Linked DNA regions of Mus musculus: regions 2 and 3 are each linked to region 1. Evidence: chromatin contacts called from public Hi-C and promoter capture Hi-C data. All regions are on one chromosome and are shown on one strand. Each heading gives the region's core, a stretch centred on a gene start, on an enhancer-like site or on the middle of the called end of the contact. The rest is flanking DNA. Distances are from core to core; before and after follow the strand shown.

Region 1 (3,616 bases), core at 1,014-3,513:
CCCCTCCTTCGGAGCTGCCTTCCATTCCCAGGAGGCAGGTGCTATTTGCTTCTTTCTACTGGGGAGAAAGCTGAGGAACGGAGGACTTCAGTGACTTGCCTAACAGTAGTCTCTATTTCCTTAACTAGAACACCCAGGAGCAGCTAGGAACCTCCCCTGAGAATTTCTTAGAAATGCAAATTGGGCACCTCCCCGCAGAGCTCCTCAAGGAAACTCCAGTGTGGTCCAGCAATCGGAGGCCGGCAAGCAAGCCATGCAGGGGGCAGCTGTTGATAGAACCACAGCCCCGCACTCACTCACTCACCTCTGACTCTTCAGCCTGTGAAATGTTACCGTACTGCAGCGACTGACTCAACCCTTTTCTTTCTCCGAAGCCTTGTAGTCTGTACCTGTAGACCCTGGTTGCAAGAGTTTAGTCAGATACTCTTTAATTTGGTGTGTGTGTGTGTGTGTGTGTGTGTGTGAACACGAAGGTGACTGTGGAAGTCAGAAGAGCACACTGGATGCCCAGGAGATGGTGTGGCACGGGTGAGCCACTCAGCCAGGGCAACCGAGTCCCCATGATCTTACAGCTCTTTCCCCTTTCACTTCAGAGGTAAGTGTTCTCACCCTCTGAGCCGGCCATGCTCCCCCACCCCCCCACAGGCCCTCATCCAACAAGCTTTTAAGGCTCAAACCCAGGATCATCCCAGGTGTAGACCCGGTGGCACCCTGGGACTTGGAGGTAACTGATTCCTGCAGCTGCCTCTCTCACCAACTAAAGCCTTCCTAAAGGCTGTTGCTACTTGGTTGCTGTGCCTGATCCTGAAGTTTTTCTCCTTCACAATAGAAATTAAGGTAGAGAAGGAACCCTAAAAACAACTCGATCCTGCCGTGCACCCCTAGGTTCCTACAGGCCGTTCCCAGGGGGGAATTAACAGCTGCCAGCTGTGGATGACAAGATCTCTTGGGGCGAGTCTGATCAGTGCAGGGTAAAAGGTTTGAAAATACTATGTTTGTGAAACAGCGTGGCATGAGCCATTCAGGAAAGTCACGCCTAACGCGCTCAGACTCTCAAAAGAACCCAGTTCTTTGGAACAAAGGAGTCGCTCCCCGCTAGCCTTCCTTTCCCAGGAACTGTTGCCGCAGCAGAGAGGGGTGAAGAGCTAGCTGTCTAAGGTCGGGGTTTGAACACGGCCTGGACCCACTCCCTCCACTGGCTTCGTCCTCCTCACAGAGCAAACAGCACCTTCCCCGGGAAGTCTTCCCAAAACTTCACTCTTAACCCCTACACTCACAATCCTTGTTTACTTACTCTACATTCCCTACCTGGCCTCTGAGGATCTGGGGTCCACTCTGGACCTCGGCTTTCTCCTCCGTAATATCTGTTCAGTGGTCCCAAGCCAGGGAGCGCCTCATCGCGGAGGACGCAGAAATACTCCCCCAAGGAGAATTCCCAAGTCAGATCTCACTCTTCCGAAACGCACGCGATCAGTCACACACAGGGCGCAGCTGGGCAGGTTTCCCGCAATCCCCTTAGCCGACACTAGCTAGTTTTGGCCCAGGGCTCACCCAGGAGGTCCCCGCCCCCGCGCCACCAACTGCATACGAATGCTCAGCCCCTTGGCGCACAAGTCTCCAACGCCTGCCAACACCCCAACTCCCTCAACCAACAATGCTGCAAGGGCGTATGCAGCTCAGACCTCGAGGTTCCGAGAACTGAGGCCCGCATAGGCCTCTAGTGTGGGGAACCCGGCGAGGGGAAATGTTACTTGGGCGTTTCAGGGGGACAGGCGGGCTCGCCGAGGCACAGAGGAGACCCGGGCGGAGGCCCGCGTGCGCTGCCTGGTGCAACCAGAACTGCGCTCACCGCTTGCCAACGTCTTTCTTTCCTTCCTTACAGACGCAAACACTGAGCCTCGGGGGAAGCTCTGCAACCAGAGAAGCGCCCCAGTGGCCTTTCGGGGGGCTGCTGCAGCGGGACGCGCGGGCTCCCCATCTTCCCGTCACCTACCTCCCACAGTGTGGCAGGCGCGACAGCTGCTGCCCACGGCCGCAAGGATCCCAAGGAGCTGGCAAAGGCTGGCGGCCGGGCGCTCCAGGGTGCAGGGAGGGAGGAGAATCCCCGGTACAAAGCGCAGGCGACAGAGAGCCAGGCCCGCAGCCGCAGTGGGGCGCCTGAAGACGTCGGAGCGCTGGAGCCGAGCACGGGCTGGAGTTGGGGCTGCTGCCGCTGGGGTTGGAGCTGGAGGCTGGAGGCTGGGACCAGGGCTGGGGCGGGACTGACGCACGGGGCGCACGCCCGGGCTCACGTGGCCGTCCCCGGGTGGCCATCACCTCCATGCAGCCGCCGTGTTGTCTTCTGGCTCCCCCGCCTGTTGAACGCTTCCTAGACACCTGGGTCTAACGTTAGATTTCATGCTGTGTGTCTGGTGGCGCATACCCTTAACCCCAGCACTTGGAAGACAGACTGCGGGCGGATTTCTGAGTTCAAGGCCAGCCTGGTCGTCTACACAGTGAGTTCCAGGGCTGCACTGAGAAAACCTGTCTCAAAAAAAAAAAAAAAAAGGGAAATCTTAAGGATTTCATGACATAATTTTGAAGAAATTTAACACTTTCAAGAGAGGGAGGGGTAACGAAGGAGCAGGAGGGGGCAAAACAACAAAAATTGTGTTAAAAACTCATAAAGAATCCAAATTCATGGTAAGCACATATGTATTTAATATTTACATATAAATTTATAAATATAAGTATAGAAAATTATACACGTATATGTAAATATTTAATATATAACCTATATATTTTTGTTTAAATTTAATATTTGTATATAAACATATATTCGGTTTAAATTTATACAGTTCGGCCTACCTGACAATTCCAACTATTTCTATAATTTTTAATTAATAACTTTATCAGGGCCGGGCGGTGGTGGCAAATCCCAGCACTCAGGAGGCAGACACAGAAGGATCTTTGTGAGTTCAAGGCCAGCCTGGTCTACAGAGGGAGTTCCAGTACAGCCAGAGCTGTTACACAGAGAAACTTTGTCTTAACAAAAACAAAAAAGAAAAATCTTTGTCAAGCCTTCCTGGACTCTCTGGAGGGAAAAATCACAGTATTCCTAACTCTGAGCCTAGGGCCTGGCACATAGTGCTTAATGGGTGGGAACTTGGGCATGGTGGTAGACCTCTGCAGTCCCCAGAAAAGCAAGGCCAGCCTGGGCTACATGGTGAAGCCCTTTCTCAAAACTCAAATCTGGTGCAGTGCATGGAAGGAAGGTAGCCCTTGGAAGATGTAAAGACTGAAAACCAGTGGAGGCAGGCATGTGTACTTTGAGGTCATATCTCACCGTATACTTTAGAGTAAAAATCTAAACAGTTGCACATTTTGAGCTATTTGTCCATCCAGCTGCAGTCAGCTATATAAGGTATGCAGGCACGACTAGCTGTATTGTACAGATCATAGGACTGAGACTTATAAAGAATGTATCTTGCCCAGGGACACAGTTAGGAAAGGGTGTGATCTATTTCATTTAATAAAGCAACTGTTAATAGACTTACTGACAGGAGAAACACCATAATATCTATTCTGCCACAGGCTTGTCTGGCCTGGGCTTTCAGATTAAAGACCTGAAGACCTG
Region 2 (4,133 bases), core at 219-2,718, 2.1 Mb after region 1:
TGCTCAAGAGAGACGGCTACAGAGACCATAGGCACGAGCAGAGCTGGGGTCTCAGCAGTATGGAAAACGAAAACATCCAAGGTTAAGCCAGCACAAGCAGGTGAAGCCAACCCACGGTGTGATACGGCACCACGCTGACGTGCTGTGTCCTTAAGTGGTCACTTAAGAGTCTGCAGGGTGGAGTGAATTAAAGTGTCCGGCCAAAAAGCCAGAGGGTTGATGTTGGTTATGTTCAAGGCCTAGCGCTACAAATTTCTTTCATGCTCAAACGCAGAAATTTTGCCCCTGAGATGCAAGGTCTCCAACGTCCAACCACATTATCATCCGCTTATCCTATGTGGGTTCTTTATCGACACAAATCACCTGTGACAACCTAAAGGTCACCTCACTTCTAAGCACAAAAAGGCCCGTATGCCAGTCACTTGGGTACACACTATTCCTTCCTGCTTGGTGAGCTCGTATGCATCCTGCAAGACCCAGTTGAAGGCTCTTCTCTGCAGTCTACCCAAGCCGCCAGGGGAGTTGACTGACTGCCCCCTCTCTCCTTTGGGCGTGTCCTCTCTCTAATACGTTCTACTACGTTGAACAACGAGGTAAAGAAGCGTGTCTGGGGACCCTACATAGAGTAGGGTGAATGGTCCCACTTTACAGATGAGAAAGTCTAAGGAGCTCAAGGAACAAGCGACCAGGTCTCCCAGGTGCAGACTCCGGGCGAATTCATCCCCTTCCCCAGAACTCCCAGGCGTGCCAACGTCTCCCAAGGAGGCGGAAGCCTTGGATGGAGTCCGTCTGAGTGAAGGAGCTGCGGAACAGAGGAGAGGAGCAGAGTACTGACAGCGGTTCTGCTCTTCCGTAGTCCTGACAGCCCGGGCGGGGACGGAGGCCACCGATCCCAACAAGGAGGACTGCCCACCCCCACTGAGAGGAGCCCTCCCCGAAGCCTACTAGCGGGTTTTTCCTTACCAGGGAAAGACAGCCATCTTCCCAGTCACATGATCGCCTGTTTTCCGCGTCCAGCCCCTTTTCTCACATCCAGGGAAGCTCGGCCCCGCCCCAGACGCCATGATTGTGAAGGGCAGCTTCCGCTCTGAAGATCCCGGGCTCCGTCATCCGCCATGATTGTGAGGGGCAACTTCCTCCGGATTCCGATCCTCCGCAGTTGTATCGGGCAATGGCCCGGCAAAACCCAAGCTCCGTCATCGGCCTTGATTTTATTTTTTCTTTTTATTTTGTTAATAGAAATCCATTTACGTCTGCCTCCGAATGATGGGATTAAAGGCCTGCATCACCACGCCTTGCTTAAATCCCATTCGTATTATGTAAATATGTGCACGGAGGTCAGTGGATAACGGACAGGTGTTGGTCCTTTCTTCGCTTGGCACTAGATGCCATTACCTTCTGAGCCATCCCATTCACACACACACACACACACACACACACACACACGATGCCATTACCTTCTGAGCCATCCCATTCACACACACACACACACACACACACACACACACACACACACACACACACACACACACCGCCCCCCAGTCTTGTAAGGGGTAAGACGCCACTGGCTGCTTGGCCCGCCTGCGCCCTCTAGTGACAAAAAGGAGTGCACACACCCATCCCTGCTGAGGGCCAGACACAAGTGATTATGAAGTGAATTCTGTTTGGTGTGGGTTCTCTTCATGCTTCGTAAGGATGAACACTTTGGGCATTTTCCCCCCACTACTGACAATCTACGTCCGAATACGGGCAAGCAAGTTCTGTTCTTGACCACAGAACTTTGGCGCTCCTGTTTTAAGCCCCACCCCACCCCACCCCCATGGATAAATTATGATAGGGTGACTGCACTCAATGCACTTTGCCCACTCCCTTCTCAATAGAAACTTCTGGAGTATCTATCATTAATCACTTGTTTTTGGAAAACTGATGCTCAAAGCTGGTGAGTGTCAAACTCTAACTCAAATAAGAATGGATTAAGACTGGGAAATTAGCAGACTGTCTATTCATACCATCCTGGTTCTACTCCCAAGTGCATTTCCTTATGGAAAGAGCAGCATCCTCTTATGCGTTCTGGAAAAGGCAACGGAATATACTTTAACTAGGACTGACATTTTCAGAGTCCCAGTTTCTTCCTCTGTGAAACTGAGCTAACTGCTAAGGTGACAGGAGGTTATAAAATCCCTGTCTCCGGGGCAAACCTCAGATGCTGTAGTTAGTGAGGCAGGCAAGACAGGCTGCTCTTGGTTGGCCTTTGCTCTCAGAGCCTTTCTCTCTGTAGCGCTGACCCTGGTCTATAACAGAGCAGGGCATCTACTGTAAATGGGCATGCCACTTGCCTGGGGACTGTAAAACAGTGGCTCTGGGATAGTTGTGTGTACAATTCTAGGGGACACTGCTGTTGGTGGTTCCTTTGAAAGAATGGTAGCAGTTTGGGTGGTAAGAAGCAACTATGAGGCACTAAAGGCAGGGGACCAATTGTCCTTCGTACATTCGTCAAACCCATCCCATCTTATGTATAAAATAGATGATGGGGAACTATCATAAAACAGGCTACATTTCTGGAAAGGATAGATAACTAAAGGGTTCTTCTTACCACATGCTAAGACCATGGTTTTGTGGCATCTCTGTCAGTGTCCCTAAAGAACTGTAAAATCTGGGCTGGAGAAATGCGTTATCTGGTAAGCACTTGCTGTTCTTCCAGAAAACCCAGATTTGATTTCTAGAACCCAAACTCACAACCATCTGTATCTCCAGTCCCAGGGGATCTGATGCCCTCTTCTGGCCTACAGAGGTACATGTGGTATAGAGACACACATACAGGCAAAATATTTATATACATCAAATAACTAAGTCTAAAAAAAAGAATCTTTTAAAGAAACTGGAGAAGGGCCATGGAAAAACACTGAATATAGAGAGCAGTTTTAAATGGAAACATTTTGTTCCTTTGCTTACATTGTTGTTGAAAATGGTTTTACTTTGTAGTCCTGGCTGGCCTGGAGGTATTGGTCCTCTGCCTTAGCCTGGTAGGTGCTAGGGTTGTTGGCATGGGACACTGCACTCAGCTTCTAATTGTGTGTGTGTGGCATGTGCACATGTCTGATTGTCCATGTATGAGCATATGGAGGCCAGAGGTCAATAGCTAGTATTTTCCTTTATTACTCTCCAACTTACGTTTTGAGACAGCACACCTTTCTCCCCCTCTCCCCCTCCCTCCCTCCCCTCCTCCTTCTTCCTCTCTCTCTCTCTCTCTCTCTCTCTCTCTCTCTCTCTCTCGTTCTCTCCCTCTCTCTCTTGTTCTCTCCCTCTCTCTGGCTTTCTGTCTGTCTCCTTGAATTTGAAGCTGTGAATGGCTGGCCAGCAAGCCTGTCAACGCTATCCCCACACAGAGGTATTTGGGTTGCAGGTGCACACCTTTTGCCATTTTGACACAGGCACTAGGGATCTAGAAAGTCTTCATGCTTGCACAGCAAGCGCTTTGTCCAGATGGCTCCCCAAATCCAATTTTTAAATCTATTTATATGTATTGGTGTGTTTCCTGCATGTATGTTGCTGTATCATGCATATATCTGTGGAGGCCAGAAGAGGATTTCAGGATACCCTGAAGCTGGATAATTGGGAGGTCACCATTGAGTGCTGAAAATCAAACTGGGTCCTCTGGAAGAAGACCAATGTTCTTAGCTGAGCCGTCTCGTCTCTCAGGTCTTAAACTTATTTTTAACTGATATATGACAGGTCTGACACAACTCTTAGGGATGTTGTTACAGTTATCAAAGAAGCTGCACTGCATTCTATCCCAAGATCTTTGTTTTTAGAACTTAATGTGGTGCTAGGGGTGGAACCTCAGACTTGGTGCCTGCTTAGTGTGCTGGCTGGTCTTATGTCTACTTGACACAAGCTAGAGTTATCTGAAAGGAGGTAGCCTCAATTGAGAAAGTGCCTCTATAAGATCAGGCTGGGAGAATGCCCAGCCCACTGTGGAAGGCCCCGTCCCTGGGCTGGTAGTCCTGGGTTCTCTAAGAAAGCTGGCTGGGTGAAGGCACTCCTCCATGGCCTGTGTCAGCTCCTGTGTCCAGGTTCTGGCCCTGTTTGAGTTTCTGTCCCGAATCCCTTGGATGATGAAGTAATGTGGAAGT
Region 3 (3,938 bases), core at 15-2,514, 2.6 Mb after region 1:
TGATGTATACATACTTCTCTTGTGAGGCAAAACGATGGATGGCCTAAAAACTTTATGTGGAAAAGGTTTAAATACTTGCTTGATGTGTATCTCGGCTATTTTTAAAGTTGAGCCTGCAGCTAGGGAGATAGCTCAGTCATTAAAGTGCTTGCCCCGCACACACGAGAAACCACCTGAAAAAAAGCCAGAAATGGTGTCACCGTTTGTAAAGCCAGCGTTGAGGAAACAGAAGATTCGTGGGGCTCTCTGGCCAGCTAGTGAGAGAGAGACCTTGCCTCAAAATACATGGTAGCTGGAGGCTTATGAGCAACACTTGAGGTTGTTCTCTGTACTTCACATGTAAACACGCACACAAAGGAGTATATTGCGTTCACATAATGTGCCCAGTGCTTTATCGAATTCTTTCAGGAGAGTGTGGGTAACAGGCCTCTTACTACTAGAAGGAACCAGATTACAGAGCACAGTTCATGGGGCAGGAAGCAGGCGTTGTTTTTCACTTTTGGAAAATATGTACCAGGACTGCATGACATTTCAGGTAGGGGTTGAAAAGGTGTCGCTTTCACTTCCCCTTCCTCGATTTTACTATTCTGACTTTTTCCCTTAAGACGGTGGCAGGCAGGTGGACGCACGTGAGCGCCAAGGGCACATCTGTGTGCGCGCATTAGCGCTCAAGGGCACGCTCCCCCTCCTGTCCTCCATTGGACGCCTGTTCACACCTGACTGCCGGTCCTCCGAGTGTATGGGAGGGCGTGTGTGGACCCGGGGTGGAGATCCCCTCTCCCATGATGCCCCGCGACGAGTCCACATTGCTCTCTACCACCCGCAGACAGAGCTGCTGCTCAGGAGGCCCAGGGAGGTCCGCTCGGGTCCCTGCTCTCCAGTAGTTCTCGCCTTCTCCTCAAAGCCCCACCCCTTTTAGCTACGCGAACGCGGACCTCGCCTTGAAGTCTAGGCTCTCAGAACTCCAGTGCCTCTCGAGCAGGTCCCGCCTTTTGACTTTCGCCCCTCCCCTCTCCAGGTTCAGCAGCCACAGACCACGCCCCAACTAGTCCCGCCCTTCTTCTCCAGGCTTGGGGCGCGCCGGCACCGCCCCTCCTAGGTGACCCTACCCCTGTCATAAGCCCCGCCTCTAGTCCATATTCTGTGACCAATAGCCCCGCCTTTCACCCCGAGCCCCGCCCCTCTCCAGGCTCCTAGGGCGCCGGCACCGCCCCTCGCTCCCAGCATGCCGTGCGGCAGCGGCGGCGCGGCGGGCGGAGCCGGGAGGCGGGGAAGCCGTGGCCGTGTGAGCGTGAGGAGCCGCCGCCACCGCCTCCTCGCTGTCCTCGTCCTCCTGGGCCCCAGCGTCGCGGGCCGCGCGCTGCCCTGGAAGAGACGTCGCCTCGCCTGCCTCCGCCTCCCCCTCGCCGCGCCGCTCCCGCCTCCTGCTCCTGCGTTGCGGGCTCCAGCGGAACCCGGAACGGCCGTCCGCCTCCCCCGCCCTCCGCCGCCCCCTCCGCGGCTTCCTCCTCAGCCCCGGGCCAGATCGCAGTGTCGGCGGCGGCCGGTTCAGGCGGCGACTCGCGCTTCTTCGGGCGGCGGCGCTTGGCCATGTCGTGTCGGGGAAGGTAATGAGCCGCAGAGCCCCGGGGTCTCGGCTGAGCAGCGGCGGCGGCGGCACCAAGTACCCGCGGAGCTGGAATGACTGGCAACCCAGGTGGGTGACCGCGTCGAGCCTCGCCTGGAGCTGGCCGAGGCCTAGGCCCGCGGGACTGGGAGGCGCGGCCTAGGCCCGCGGTCCCTGGAGCCGGGCGCGGCTTCCTGGGTGTCCTCCGGGCCTGGTCCGGCAGGAAAGCTGCGGGCAGCGGAGGCCTCTGTGCCCGGCTGGCCGCCTCAGCCGGATGGCTGGAGCAGTGGCTCTGAGCTTGGGTGGAGGAGGACGTTCCACTGCCGTCTAACTCCAAGTTGAGATTTGAGGTCCAGGAACCCTCCCTGTTACCTATTAACTTCCTCGGCTCCGCGTCCAGTCCTCATGCCAAAGACCACCTTAACTCTGCGTCCTTCTGGACTCCCACGTGTTAATTAATGTATTTTAAAAGCTGAGAACTCTACCGAGGTCTTCCTCTGACTTTAGACAGGATGTTAGTCGACCAAAAGATGAGATTATGGGACTGTGAATGAAATCGACACAATCAGGCACTGGGGCATTTTAAGTTTTCCCCAACTGCAGAAATAGTTTTTCTGGAAACAGTAATTTCCCAGGGCGCTTTGGAGTGAATTTGTATTCTCAGGAGTAGAGAAATTTCGTTTTGCATGAAGGAATTGGAGTCTGGTTGGATTTAAAATATTAAGAGAAAAATACGAAAGAAAAACTATTTCTAGTCAGTTCTTTCTGATTATGGACTGGTTATACTTAATGTAGGTTCCCATTCTTTGCTGAGTAAAGGCTTCAAGTATTCAGAGACTACTTGAGCTTTAACAGTGCCTAGGACTTCCTAAATGTATAAAACCTGTCTTTCAGTAGAAGTTGATGTATTCTTTGAAGTACACTCCGTTGTTCAGAATGGCCACGTGAATGGAAAGCGTACACTTTTTGGTGTTGGTCTTGCTTTCTAGTAGATCCTCCTAATTTCAGAACAGCTTGGAAGTGGAGTATTTTAGAAGTTAGTGTGTTACATTTTAAGAGTTGGTAGAGAAATTAAAATGCTCTTTGGCTAATAGGGGTACACTTATTTTGTTTAACGTGCATTCCTAAACATTGTGTCTCTTGAGAACTGATGTTTGTGACTAAATGATTGTAAAAACGAATGCCTAAGTCTAGATTTGAGATTTGAAGCAGTTATAAGGAGTGTTTGCAAAATCATCGCTTTGACTTGCCCTGCATGAAGGTTTGTGCAGTGCGTTAAATAAAACAAGTTGACATTCTTTTCATTGACATGCTTTGATTTCACTGTTATTGAAATGTGTGAGGTTTGATTTTAAGCAGCTGACACATTAGGTGATAAATGAACTTGAATTTGACTTTTGATAGAGCTCTTATTTAAAAATGGATTCTACAGCTGGCTATGGTGGTGCACACTTTTAATCCCAGCACTTGGGAGGCAGAGGCAGGTGGCTTCCTGAGAGTTTGAGTCCAGCCTGGTCTGAGTTCCAAGACAGCCAAGATAAACCCTTGTCTCCTGTCTCGGAAAACAATGGATTCTACTATATTTTAGCATATTATGACCTGTATACACACACACACACACACACACACACACACACGCACACACAAAAACACACACAGAGCAGAATGGCTTATATAGTTAAGGAATATGTGCATAGGTTGTTAGTTAATGTCACCTATGTTTCAAATATTTTTGTTTCTTGGCATAGTGAGGGTGTATGGGGAAAGGATGAAAACTTTCTATGAGCTCTGATTGAATTCTTGGATAGAGAGTACGACTATGATGAGGTGCACACGTGGGTTTATGGAGTACAAGGCAGGAGTACTTGCTTTCTAGAGGAAACAGGAATATACACATACCTCATAGCAAACTTGGTTTATTTGTAACATGGTCAGGATTGATATGCTAAATAGCCAGTGGAAAAAAACTCAAGTTTGTAGGTCATAATTTTCATAGTAAAAGTTGAAGTCATTCTCTCTCAGAAAGATGAATAGCTAATGATAGAATGGAGACACCCCCCCCCCCAAACACACCTTGGCCAAGTGCTTTTTCCAAATATTTTCTCTATGTACTTACATAGAGACTATAGTTTATTCAAATATTAAAAAAAATCTTTTATTTATCTGTGTGGTCATGTCTGCCACAATGAGCCATGAGTGGGTGAGTGAATAGAGATCAGAGGACCACACATAGTCTGTTTTCTTTTTCTGCCATGTGGATTCTGTCAATTTAACTCAGGTCATCAGGCTTGGCAGCAAGTGCTGAGGAGCCATCTTGCTGACCCTTGAATCT

The links. Promoter capture Hi-C pulls out the DNA fragments that hold promoters and counts their contacts. Hi-C and Micro-C count contacts between places; a contact is called where the count stands out from the background.
Region 2: a contact with region 1 is called in a promoter capture Hi-C map of hippocampal neurons, with 6 times the contacts expected there. The contact joins the promoter of Vps35l here to the promoter of Eef2k in region 1. A contact is called at or near these places in 2 of 39 promoter capture datasets (hippocampal neurons and pre-B cells), 1 of 484 Hi-C or Micro-C datasets (B cells), 2 of 115 datasets of contacts at active chromatin or transcription factors (astrocytes and large pre-B cells) and 2 of 9 other capture datasets (adipose tissue and liver).
Region 3: a Hi-C map of uterus shows a contact between it and region 1, with 3 times the contacts expected there. The contact joins the promoter of Smg1 here to the promoter of Eef2k in region 1. A contact is called at or near these places in 1 of 484 Hi-C or Micro-C datasets (uterus) and 1 of 115 datasets of contacts at active chromatin or transcription factors (large pre-B cells).

The regions. Positions count from the first base shown.
Region 1 is chr7:120,841,478-120,845,093 of GRCm38.p6, reverse strand. It overlaps Eef2k (eukaryotic elongation factor-2 kinase), which reads right to left and starts at 2,263. Exons shown (of 18, transcript NM_007908.4): 1 at 1,994-2,263. Gm36449 (a long non-coding RNA gene) reads left to right here and starts at 1,583. Exons shown (of 2, transcript XR_378468.3): 1 at 1,583-2,495; 2 at 3,574-3,616.
Region 2 is chr7:118,737,606-118,741,738 of GRCm38.p6, reverse strand. It overlaps Vps35l (VPS35 endosomal protein sorting factor like), which reads right to left and starts at 1,468. Exons shown (of 31, transcript NM_027815.4): 1 at 964-1,468. The coding sequence starts at 1,064.
Region 3 is chr7:118,240,963-118,244,900 of GRCm38.p6, reverse strand. Smg1 (SMG1 homolog, phosphatidylinositol 3-kinase-related kinase (C. elegans)) reads left to right here and starts at 1,264. Exons shown (of 63, transcript NM_001031814.1): 1 at 1,264-1,696. The coding sequence starts at 1,611. It overlaps 4930583K01Rik (RIKEN cDNA 4930583K01 gene), which reads right to left and starts at 994. Exons shown (of 2, transcript NR_027879.1): 1 at 936-994; 2 at 1-173.